Linked DNA regions of Mus musculus: region 1 is linked to region 2. The links are chromatin contacts, called in public HiChIP or PLAC-seq maps. All regions are on one chromosome and are shown on one strand. Each heading gives the region's core, a stretch centred on a gene start, on an enhancer-like site or on the middle of the called end of the contact. The rest is flanking DNA. Distances are from core to core; before and after follow the strand shown.

Evidence for each region. HiChIP or PLAC-seq counts read pairs in DNA pulled down with a chosen protein or histone mark.
Region 1: a contact with region 2 is called in an H3K4me3 HiChIP or PLAC-seq map of pro-B cells, with 6 times the contacts expected there. The contact joins the enhancer-like site here to the promoter of Nt5m in region 2. A contact is called at or near these places in 17 of 39 promoter capture datasets (the 3T3-L1 cell line, 3T3-L1-derived adipocytes, the C10 cell line and 8 more), 2 of 15 datasets of contacts at CTCF or cohesin (the NIH/3T3 cell line and pro-B cells), 10 of 484 Hi-C or Micro-C datasets (the HL-1 cell line, colorectal tumor organoids, cortical neurons and 2 more), 34 of 115 datasets of contacts at active chromatin or transcription factors (the 230-238 cell line, the HPC-7 cell line, the SCID.adh cell line and 19 more) and 3 of 9 other capture datasets (adipose tissue, liver and pancreatic islet).

What each region holds. Positions count from the first base shown.
Region 1 is chr11:60,073,011-60,077,861 of GRCm38.p6, forward strand. No RefSeq gene overlaps it. Among named protein-coding and RNA genes, the nearest start is that of Rai1, 30 kb to the right of the region's middle. Within about 2 kb of position 1,326, at least 21 of the 459 cell types and tissues checked have an H3K27ac peak or open chromatin away from gene starts, as enhancers often do. A contact at or near this core is called in adipose tissue, neural stem cells and pro-B cells, where this site is marked.
Region 2 is chr11:59,846,596-59,851,531 of GRCm38.p6, forward strand. Nt5m (5',3'-nucleotidase, mitochondrial) reads left to right here and starts at 1,478. Exons shown (of 5, transcript NM_134029.2): 1 at 1,478-1,777. The coding sequence starts at 1,535. It also overlaps a transcript of Cops3 not described here.

The DNA of each region.
Region 1 (4,851 bases), core at 76-2,575, 230 kb after region 2:
CCGCTGGGTTCTTTCTAAGTAATACTCTCACTAATGTGCCGTGAGGACATTGCGCTAAAGGAGTGGCCTGGAGTACCTATGTGGATCTCCCCAGGCTATGGAGTCATCTTTGAGAATGGCTGGTCCAGACCTCCAGAGAATAAGCATGATGGTTATTTGTCAACTTGACATGGTCATCTGGGAAGAGAGAACCTCTCACTTAAGAGAATGCCTCCATCAGATTGGCCTGTAGGCAAGTCTGAGGGGACATTTTCTTGCTTCATGATTGATGTGGGAGGGCCCAGCTCTCTGAGGATGACATCACCCCTGGGCAGGTGGTCCTGGATTGTGAAAGACCACAGGCTGAGCAAGCCATGCAAAGCAAGCCAGTAAGCAACATTGCTCCAAGACTTCTGCTTCATTTCCTGCCTCAGGTTCCTGTCCTGACTTGCCTTTATGAGAGATTGTACCCTGTAAGCCAAATAATGCCCCCCACAATGTGGAAAGAAAACTATAACACAAAACTCCCAGGGAACCTATGTGTACTGAAGACCCAAAGCCCTGCTCAGTAGCTGTACCTAAAACCAGAAAGATGTCAAGTAAAACCTAATTTTCTCTCTATGAATATCATAGTCCAGCGGTGCTGTTGTAGCCGAGTATTGTTGACCGGGGACGTTATAAAGGACAGGTATTTGTTTCCGATGGCTCTGGAGCCCCGGGGAATCTAAAGCAAGGCACTGGCGGCTTCGGTGTCTAGTGTGGCCTGGACTCTGCTGGACCCTGGGACCTCTGAAAGGGACAAACACTGTGTCCTCACTCAGCAGAAGAGAAGGGGACAAGTCCCCTCTCTCGCAGGCCCTGTTAATTAGAATCATAGGAGTCCGTTCAGGACCATGGTTTTGCATTTGAAAATGAACAAATCCTCCCAAATAAATTACAAAATGCATGGGACAGTGTGGGCAGAGTTAACAGAGCAGAGCGAGAAGGGAGAAAGTACCACCTAACACCTCCTATTTCCAGACAGTGTGGCTTTTATGAGAAACCAGAAAAGCTAAGGGAAGCACCAGCTGTATGCCCAGGCTTCCTGACCTGGCAGGAAGAGCCTGGCGGCTAGCCGGGAGACGCATGCCAGCTGCAGAGCCTCGCCTTCTGTTCCAGGCTCCGGGTCATCTCCAGGCGAGGAGATGCCTGCACAAACACTGGTATCTCTGTTGAGGATGTTAGCGGCGTTAAGGTCACAGCAAGCAGTATGCTCTTAGGTATCTGTTGGCAGTCTTCTCACTCATTAGTCGAGTGTGCAATGAACTGTATCACCTGTGAGCACTCCCTAGCCTAGCTCCGGGCTGAGGCTGCTCAACTGTCTGTCGCCTCCTCCAGACTTCTACCTTCCAGGTACCACCCACTTCAGAGACGCTTGAAAAGATGCTCCTCGAGAGACATCCACACTCTGATCTCAGAGTCTGAGTTCTCTTAGGTGGTCCTGTGGTAAAGGACCCTGAGATGCAGCGCTTACTGAGGCCTGACTGTGGACTCTGCCCACAGTGGGCTGAACAAGGCAGAGGGAGACAAGGACGTGATGACAGAAAAGAGGGAGGAAGATTCTGCTGCCACGGAAGCTGGAAGAGACTCGGAACAGTTGCCTCTGTAAAGTGGCTGGAGCAGGCAGCCCCCCAGACGCCTTGGTTTCTGCCCCTTGGTTCTGATTCCTGTTTCCAAAACATAAGATAAAGTTCTGCTGAACCATCTGTTTCTCTGTTTTGTTTGGTAATGCCTTGCACAGAACAAACCAAGGGCCTTCTACCTGTCAAACAAGTACTGGACCACCAAGCGATGGCCCAAACTTATTCAAGGTGATGCGCCACAGCAGGAAGTACCCCTCCAACTCCTCATTCTGCTGCACCAACTGCCACATGTGGTTACTTATTTAGTCTGCACCAGGCCCAGCCAGAAGAATCCTGGTGAGGCAGGATGGCCAGCGCCTCATTTTTCACTGGGTTCACACTGCCCTCCCCGACAGAGTGGATGCCCAATTGAATAAAAGGATTCGTGGACCCAGCCAGGCAGTGGTGGCACACGCCTTTAATCCCAGCATTTGGGAGGCAGAGGCAGGCGGATTTCTGAGTTCGAGGCCAGCCTGATCTACAGAGTGAGCTCCAGAACAGCCAGGGCGATACAGAGAAACCCTGTCTCGAAAAACAAACAAAAAACAACAAAACAAAACAAACGAACAAACAAAAAAGAATATGTGGATCCACCTGTGTTCATTTTTGAAAAGTAATAACTTTTATGTAAAGGTGGCTCTAAACCTGTAGTCCCAGCACTGAAAAGGCTAAACTAGAACAATTATAAGTCTGAATCCAGAGTGAGCTACACATAAGGTAGCAAAGTAAAGCAAAAGTAAGGTTGAGCTGGGCTTTCGTTCCTTTGCATGCAAAGATCTGAGTTTGACCCTTAGCACTGCATTAATCCTAGCACGTGAGGGGTAGAGGCAAGAAGATGAGTTCAAAGCCATTCACAACTTCATAGTGAGTTCAAGGCTCAGGTACAGGCTGTCCAAAATAAAAATAAAAGGGGGGCAGAATTGAGGCCTAATCAGGCAGGTAGCACCTATAATCCCAGCTACCCAGGAAGGCAAGGCAAGAGAATCATGAATCACTTTAATCCAGGAGTTCAAGACCAGCCTTTGTTCACTGGGACTGGGTGTAGCTTTGTAATGCAGTGCCTTCTCAGAACACATTAGGTTCTGGGTTAACCCCAATATGGTAAAAACTAAACAAAACAAAATAAAACATGAGATTTAGATAAGGAATGCAGAAGGAATGCCAACTGACTTACCACCTAACCCTCACCAACTTATCAACAAGGCAATCACGGAAAAGACAAAGGGACCTCTTTCTTCAGATGACTAATTCCTTACAGAGCTGAGGCCAGTATGAAAGCCAGCTTGCTTGCTTGCTTGCTTGCTTGCTTGCTTGCTTGCTTGCTTTCTTTCATTCTTTCTTTCATCCTTCCTTCCTTCCTTCCTTCCCTCCTCCTCCTCCTCCTCCTCCTCCTCCTCCTCCTCCTCCTCCTCCTCCTCCTCCTTCTTCTTCTTCTCTTCTTCTTCTTCTTCTTCTTCTTCTTCTTCTCCTTCCAGGAGCTTTGTTAGCCTGTGAGAGCCTTTGTACCTTCAAAGGCAACAACAAGCAACTAAAAATGTCCCTAATGTCCCATCCACCCACCCATTGCATTAGCTAGAAGGGGCCCCAGAGGCCTTTGGAAGAGCCTGGCTCCCGTGGTCACATTAACAAAAGCTACCACACTTGAGTGACTACCTGTGCCATGCCATGGACAGACTGGCTGCAGTCTGCTTGGCAAAATCTCAACATGGCACCAACCCCTGGTTTCTGGGGGAGGAAACTGAAACTCAGGGAAGTGGTTGCCAATGTCACAACAGAGATTAGCCTACCCTGACCCTTCTCGTGAAGCCACGGGAAGTCATGTTCATCTGATCACACAGCTTAGTTGGTGGTCTGCAAGGATTTTACATGTGCACACACATGCACACAGAGAAAGGGAGAGGGGGAGGGGGAGGAGGAGGGAGAGAGAGAGAGAGCATGTGAGCAACAGGGCCCTGGGAACACTGAAATCTCCCCAATTTACCAGACCCCTTTTATAAAAAAATTGCTTGCTTGCTTGTTTGTTTGTTTGTTTGTTTGCTTGCTTGTTTCAGGGCAGGATTTCATCTGTGTAGCCTTGGCTGTTATGGAACTCACTCTGTAGACCAGGCTGACCTCAAACTCAGAGATCCGCCTGCCTCTGCCTCCTGAGTGCTGGAATTAAAGGTGTATGCCACCACGCCACTTGTTTTTGTTTTTTAAGACAGTGTCTTGCCATGTAACTTGAGCTAGTCCAAAACTCAAAGCAATCCTCCTGTCCCAAGTGCTGGGGATTACAGGCATGAACCATCACACCCAGTCTTTAAAAGCTGTTGGTTTAAATTTACCCAACACCAAGCAAACACCGCCATCTAGTGGATGACAGGTCATGTGCTGTTACGAACCGGTCCCTAGGTGCCACACCACCACCACCACCACCACCACCACCACCACTACTAAGAGATCCAAGGTCAAAGCCAAAGACAGAAAAAGAAGAAAACAAGTCTTAATACATTAATATAGCTGGAAGTCAGAGCACTGGTCCCATGGTCCCATCTGGGGGGATTCTAACAGTGAACCCATATTTTTGAAATGTTCTTTAGTCCCCTCCACAGTATACTACTCATAGAACATCTGGCTTGACTCCCTCAGTGGACCAGAAAACAAAAAACAAAACCAACCAAACAAAAGCGCTATCTGCCATTGCTCCTGGGACAGGAGCTTAGCCATTCTCCACAAATCCTGATGGTTGGTTGGGTCTTTCTTGGCCTGGTTTAATTTGTTAAGCTGTTAATTTGTGGCCCTCCTGCCTGCTCAGTCTCCTGAGCCCCATGCACAGCTTTCTAGCCTAGTTTGAGTGCTGCTGGCTGGGACTAGGATGTGAAGGACAGAACTCCCTCATCTTACTCTTTCCTCCCAATGGCATGCTCTTTCCCAGCTCTTGCCGTGGCTGGAGTCTTCTCAGTGATCACATTCATTCTCTCACGCACCCTTCTGTAGCATTAGCTAACAGACCTGGCTTCATCATTAGAACTTGGTAGAGCACAGGAAGTGGATGGAAGAAACACAATTCTAGCTCCAGGGAGAATACAGAAGGAGGCAAGATTTAATCTCTGTGCAACAGGACTTAGCTGTAAGTGGCATTCGCTTGGGTACACTGGATGTTGGTCCTGCTGGTCCAGGTTGTCTAGGATGAGGTTGCTGAGACAGAATTAGGGATGCAAGACATTTGCTG
Region 2 (4,936 bases), core at 228-2,727:
CACGCCACTCCTAGGCCTATATAAGCAGCGCCAGTTTTGGGGCTGGGGTCTTTTGGCTTCGCTATCAAGCTCTTCCAATAAACCTGTGCAGAAGAATCCTGTTGTGGTGTCTTCCTTGCTGGCGAATCGGGCGTCCACAATAGTCACAAAGCTTTTACTGAGTCAGTGCCTCTAGATTCTTGTCTCATGAACTTAGAGAATGAAGTTCATAGATGACAAGGAGGGTGAGTTTCTTTAAAGATATTTATTTTTCCTGAATGTATGTATGGGTATAACACACTTGCCTGGTGCCTGAGGGGGCCAGAAGAAGGTGTTGAATCTCCAGAAACTGAAGCTACAGACTGTTGTGAGCACTGTCTCTCTTCCATGTTAGCATGTCTATCAGTGGTGGTTCCTTGTTGTGGTCTTATTTAGGCAGCCATATTATTATGGAAGTTTTTCTGTCATTTCCAGAAAACATAATCTCACAACAGATTGTCTGGTCCTCCCATGTAACTTGCTTGGCCTTTTGGGACATGAGCTTTCTAGCTTTGTCTTTATCTTTCTTATTTTGGAAACATCCAGCCATCCCTCTTCTCTTTAGGACAGAGTCTTTTTAAAAAATCTTTACAAACATCCTGTGTATCCGTCTGTCTCTCTTTCCCTCCCTCCCTCCCTCCCTCTCTCTCTCTCTCTCCCCACGTTTTGGCAATATGTATGTCTGTGCACCACATGTGCCCATGGAGGCCAGCAGAGGGTGCTGTATGCATCCCCTGTGTTCAGAGTTGAGAGGATTGTGAGCAGCCAGCAGGGTGCTGGGAATCTAGATCAGGAAGGACCAAGATTTAACATACAGAGACCTTTCTTTACCAAAAATACCTTCATGTTTGCATCCTTTAAAATATTTTTTCTACCTACTAATTCCTTTTTTTTTAATAACATGAAGCACAGTAACAAATTTACAGACATATTTGGAGATTCACTATTGAATCCAGTGATGTTAGGATGGACACAGAGCATCTGTTTTTTTTAGAACCTTTATAGATTTGAAGGTTACACCTCTGATAGCTTTAAATTTTATAAGGTTATGGTTGCAAACATTCAGCATCTATGAACAAAGAGGATCACACACAGCAGGTGTATCTGCCTTTACCTGTACCTAAAACCTGAAATCCTCCCTGTCTATACTTGGGAATGACAAGCTGTTTAAAAACCTGTACCCATAATCCGGGATGGCTGGAACTTTGTTGGGCTCAGAGCTCAACGAAGTAAGCGCTCAATAAATACCTAAGGATTTGTTCCTCCGGTGGTGAGCTCCTCCATCCACCACTGCCTCAGTAGGAAGAGTGCTCCAGTCTGGCTTTCACAGGCGGCTGTAACCTGGGACTGGATGTCCCAGGGCGATCAGCACCCACGTCGCGCTCACCTTCTCTGGGCGCATGTCCCTTTAAGGGCGGCGGGGCTGCGCGCCGGCCTCGCTCTGGGCCGGAGCCTGCGCGTCCGTGTCCGCGGTGGAGGCTGCGTCTGCCGCGGGCCCCGGGCGAGGAGCGGGGCGATGCATAGGCTGCGCGGCTGCTGTGCGCGTCCCCGCGGTGCCCCGCTACGGGCCGAGCGGAGCCGGGCGAGCAGCCGCGCCCTGCGGGTGCTGGTGGACATGGACGGCGTGCTGGCGGACTTTGAGGGCGGCTTCCTCCGGAAGTTCCGCGCGCGTTTCCCCGACCTGCCCTTCGTGGCGCTGGAGGACCGGCGCGGCTTCTGGGTGTCGGAGCAGTACGGACGGCTACAGCCTGGGCTAAGCGTGAGCACCAGCCGGCCCCGCAGCCGTGCCCCGCGGGGAGGGGAAACTGAGGCCGCAGCTGTCCAGCCCCAAGCCAGCTCGACTCCTCCAATGACCTTTGGCGGGTTCTTTGGTACCACACGGATCCTGGGAGGACTAGGGCTACAGGGCTAGAGGGACCAACCATTCAGCTGTTGCTGGGTTTCCAGCTATCTCCTTAATCCCCCTTCCCAGCTGGACTCCCTTTTCCCCTCTCTTCCTCTCTCCTGCCGCTGCCCTTCAGTATCCACTTCTTCTAAATATTGGAGATTGAACCCAGACCTCTGTAGACTAGACAGGCTCCCAACCACTGACCTACATCTCCCATCCTCTTACTTTGTACTTTGTCCTTCATTCTCACTAGCTTCCCTAGGCTGCCCTTGAACTAATTCACTGTGTAGCCTAGGGAGGCCTAAATTTTTGATCCTCCTGTTTTATAGTCTCTCAAGAAGCTGAGACTGCAAGCCATGCTGGGCTTGAATTTTAAATTCTTGGTGTGTTTGGCCTCAGATAATTGGTTACATTAAAAACAAACAAAAACAAAAAACAAAACCGAGCATTCTCAGTCTCTTACCCAGACATGGCTATCCCTCCCAATGAAATTGACAGGAGTGTCTTTGCCATCCTCTTTTACCCCATGGAAGCATAACTTTGAGTGATACTGTATGCTAGAGAATGTGACTTGCAGAGTGTCACATGGGGAGTCGGACTGGGAAGAGTGAAACTTCCCTCTTGACCAGTGTAAGGTTTTTGGTAAGACCTTGGGCACCACTCCCCCAACCTTCCCATCCCTCATGGCTAGACAGAGATCCAGGCTTTTTGGTAAAGTGTAATTTGGAGACTTAAACTATTCTATGAAAGGAATAGGGGGATTTGCTCAGCATAAACTTAGAAACTCCAGCGTTTCTCACTTGGTTGTCTAGGGGCTATAGTGCTTGATGGTCAGAGGAGTGTTTTTTGTTTTTGTTTTTTAACTTATCAGGTTTGTAACATCTCGTTCTTCACAGTCTTCCAGGACTGAAGGCAGTGAGGTCATGAAGAAAAAGACACACAGAGAGCTGGGCTCTTTTCTGGAGAAACCACAGCACTCTTGGAAGCCCAGGGTGTTTGTAGGGATCAACAGAAAGGCGGGTGTATACGGATGGGCAGGGATGGGGACAGAGGTGTAACGAAACAGGGGAGGCAGTCTGCAGGGGGGAAACATTCAAGGGGGAAAGCTAGAGTGGCCATTCTCTGCATATACTGTCAAATTCTATACTTGGACCAGAGGAAGGCTTCTTCATGCCAGGGGATGGGGGTGGGGCTTTGCCCTTCCTTCATGGGTCTGAGGTTCTGGGGTGCTGACACAGCTCTGCCTATGTCAGTGACAGCACATTGCCTCAGGACTTCACTCAGCACTCTCTCCATTCCCTTATCTTGCTGTGGGAAGATGCTCCTGTTTCCTCCTTGCACACAAGGAGACCTGCCATCCTGCCATCATCACATCACGGGGTAGTAAGGAGCGCAGATGGGATTCAAGCCCCAGCAACACGTCTGCCTGCTCCACACAATTCTCTCCAACCACCCTACTGCCCTGTTCTCTGTTCTGCTTTCTCTTTTGATTTCAATACAGTACGGGGGTGGGTGGTAATACAGCTCAATGGTAGAGGATTGTCTAGCTAGTACAAGACTCTAGGGTTCTGTCCTAGCACTGCAGCTCTGCACCCCCAGCTCCCAGGCCCCTACATGATAAAGAAGGTACCTCCACAGTAATTTGGTTTACTGAGGGACAGGTATTTAAAGGGGACATGGGGTATCATTTCTGTTCATTCACAGATGGTACTGCTGCAAGCATCTCCACAGAGCCCAGATAGCTGATCTCTCCCGTGCTGAGACCTATGAAAGCTTTAAACCTAAGGAAATGCTCTGTCACCTCAGCAATCAACTGCTGCACTGCATAGGGTTCACTTACAGATGGCTGACCAACATTTGAATTTGGGGGACATAGTTTCCTTGTAGGAATATATTAAATTTAGTTTTATGTGTGTGGGTGTTTTGCTTTTATATACACATGTGCATTGTGTACAGTCCTGGTGTACAAAAGGTCAGAAAAAGGTATCCAAAGCCTTAGAACTGGAGTTACCATGTAGGTGCTAGGACTGAACCCAGGTCCTCTGCAAGAGCAACAAGTACTCTTAACCTCTGAGCCGTCTCTCCAGCCCCGGGAATATACTAATGGGATAAAATGAAATCTACCCAGACTCTGCAAGCTGACTTGTTTCAAACCGTACCATAGAGAGGAGGAGGAAAAGGAGGAAGAAGAGATAGAGATGGAGGAAGAGAAGGGAAAGGAGAATACAATGAAGGTTTAGGGGTTTAGCTTACCAGTAGTGTTTGCCTAGGATGCGTGAGGCCCTGGGTTTTCTTAGTACCATAAAACAACAAAGAAAGTAGCAGTGGCTCAGTAGCCCCTTGTATAGATATTCCAGGCCCAAAAGGACTAATTCCTGACTTCCAACTGCAAAATGAGAAAGTGTGTGGCAGGAAGGGCTGCAGGGACGGGAGAAACCTACTGGTTTCCGCTCATTCCTTTCCCAAGCCTCAGCTCACTGAAGAACATCCAGAGCCTCCCCGTAGCCTGGTTGTCTAAATATCTGTGGTTATACCAAACAGTCTAGGTATAGTAGATGTGGCCACTTTCAAATTTGTATTCTTGCCCCTTGGTATTGAGGCTTCCTGGACCCTAAGGATACCAAAATCTACAGATGCTCAAAACTATGTCATGTAAAGCAGTATGGTGTTTGTGTATGATCTATGTGATTGTATGCAGCTCGGCCTTCTCTAGGTGGCTTACACTGTGGAGGGCAGTGTAAATACTGTGGAGATGGTTTGGGATATTGAAGAGAAGGAGAAATGACACAGAAAAGGCCTGTGTAAATGTTCAGTTCAGACAGTAATTCTCACTCACTATTTTCTGTGATTGTTTGAATCCGTGGATGGTGACTCCATGGCTCCTGAGGGCCAGTTGTACCTTTGTCTTCATTCCCTGTGGCCGCCACAATACCCTTGGAGGGAAACGGGCAAAGGCAGCAAGAAAAGCTCGTCTCAGCTGACTTAGAATCCTCAGTTGTTAGGACAGGGACTGAGCCCAGAGAGGGGGAT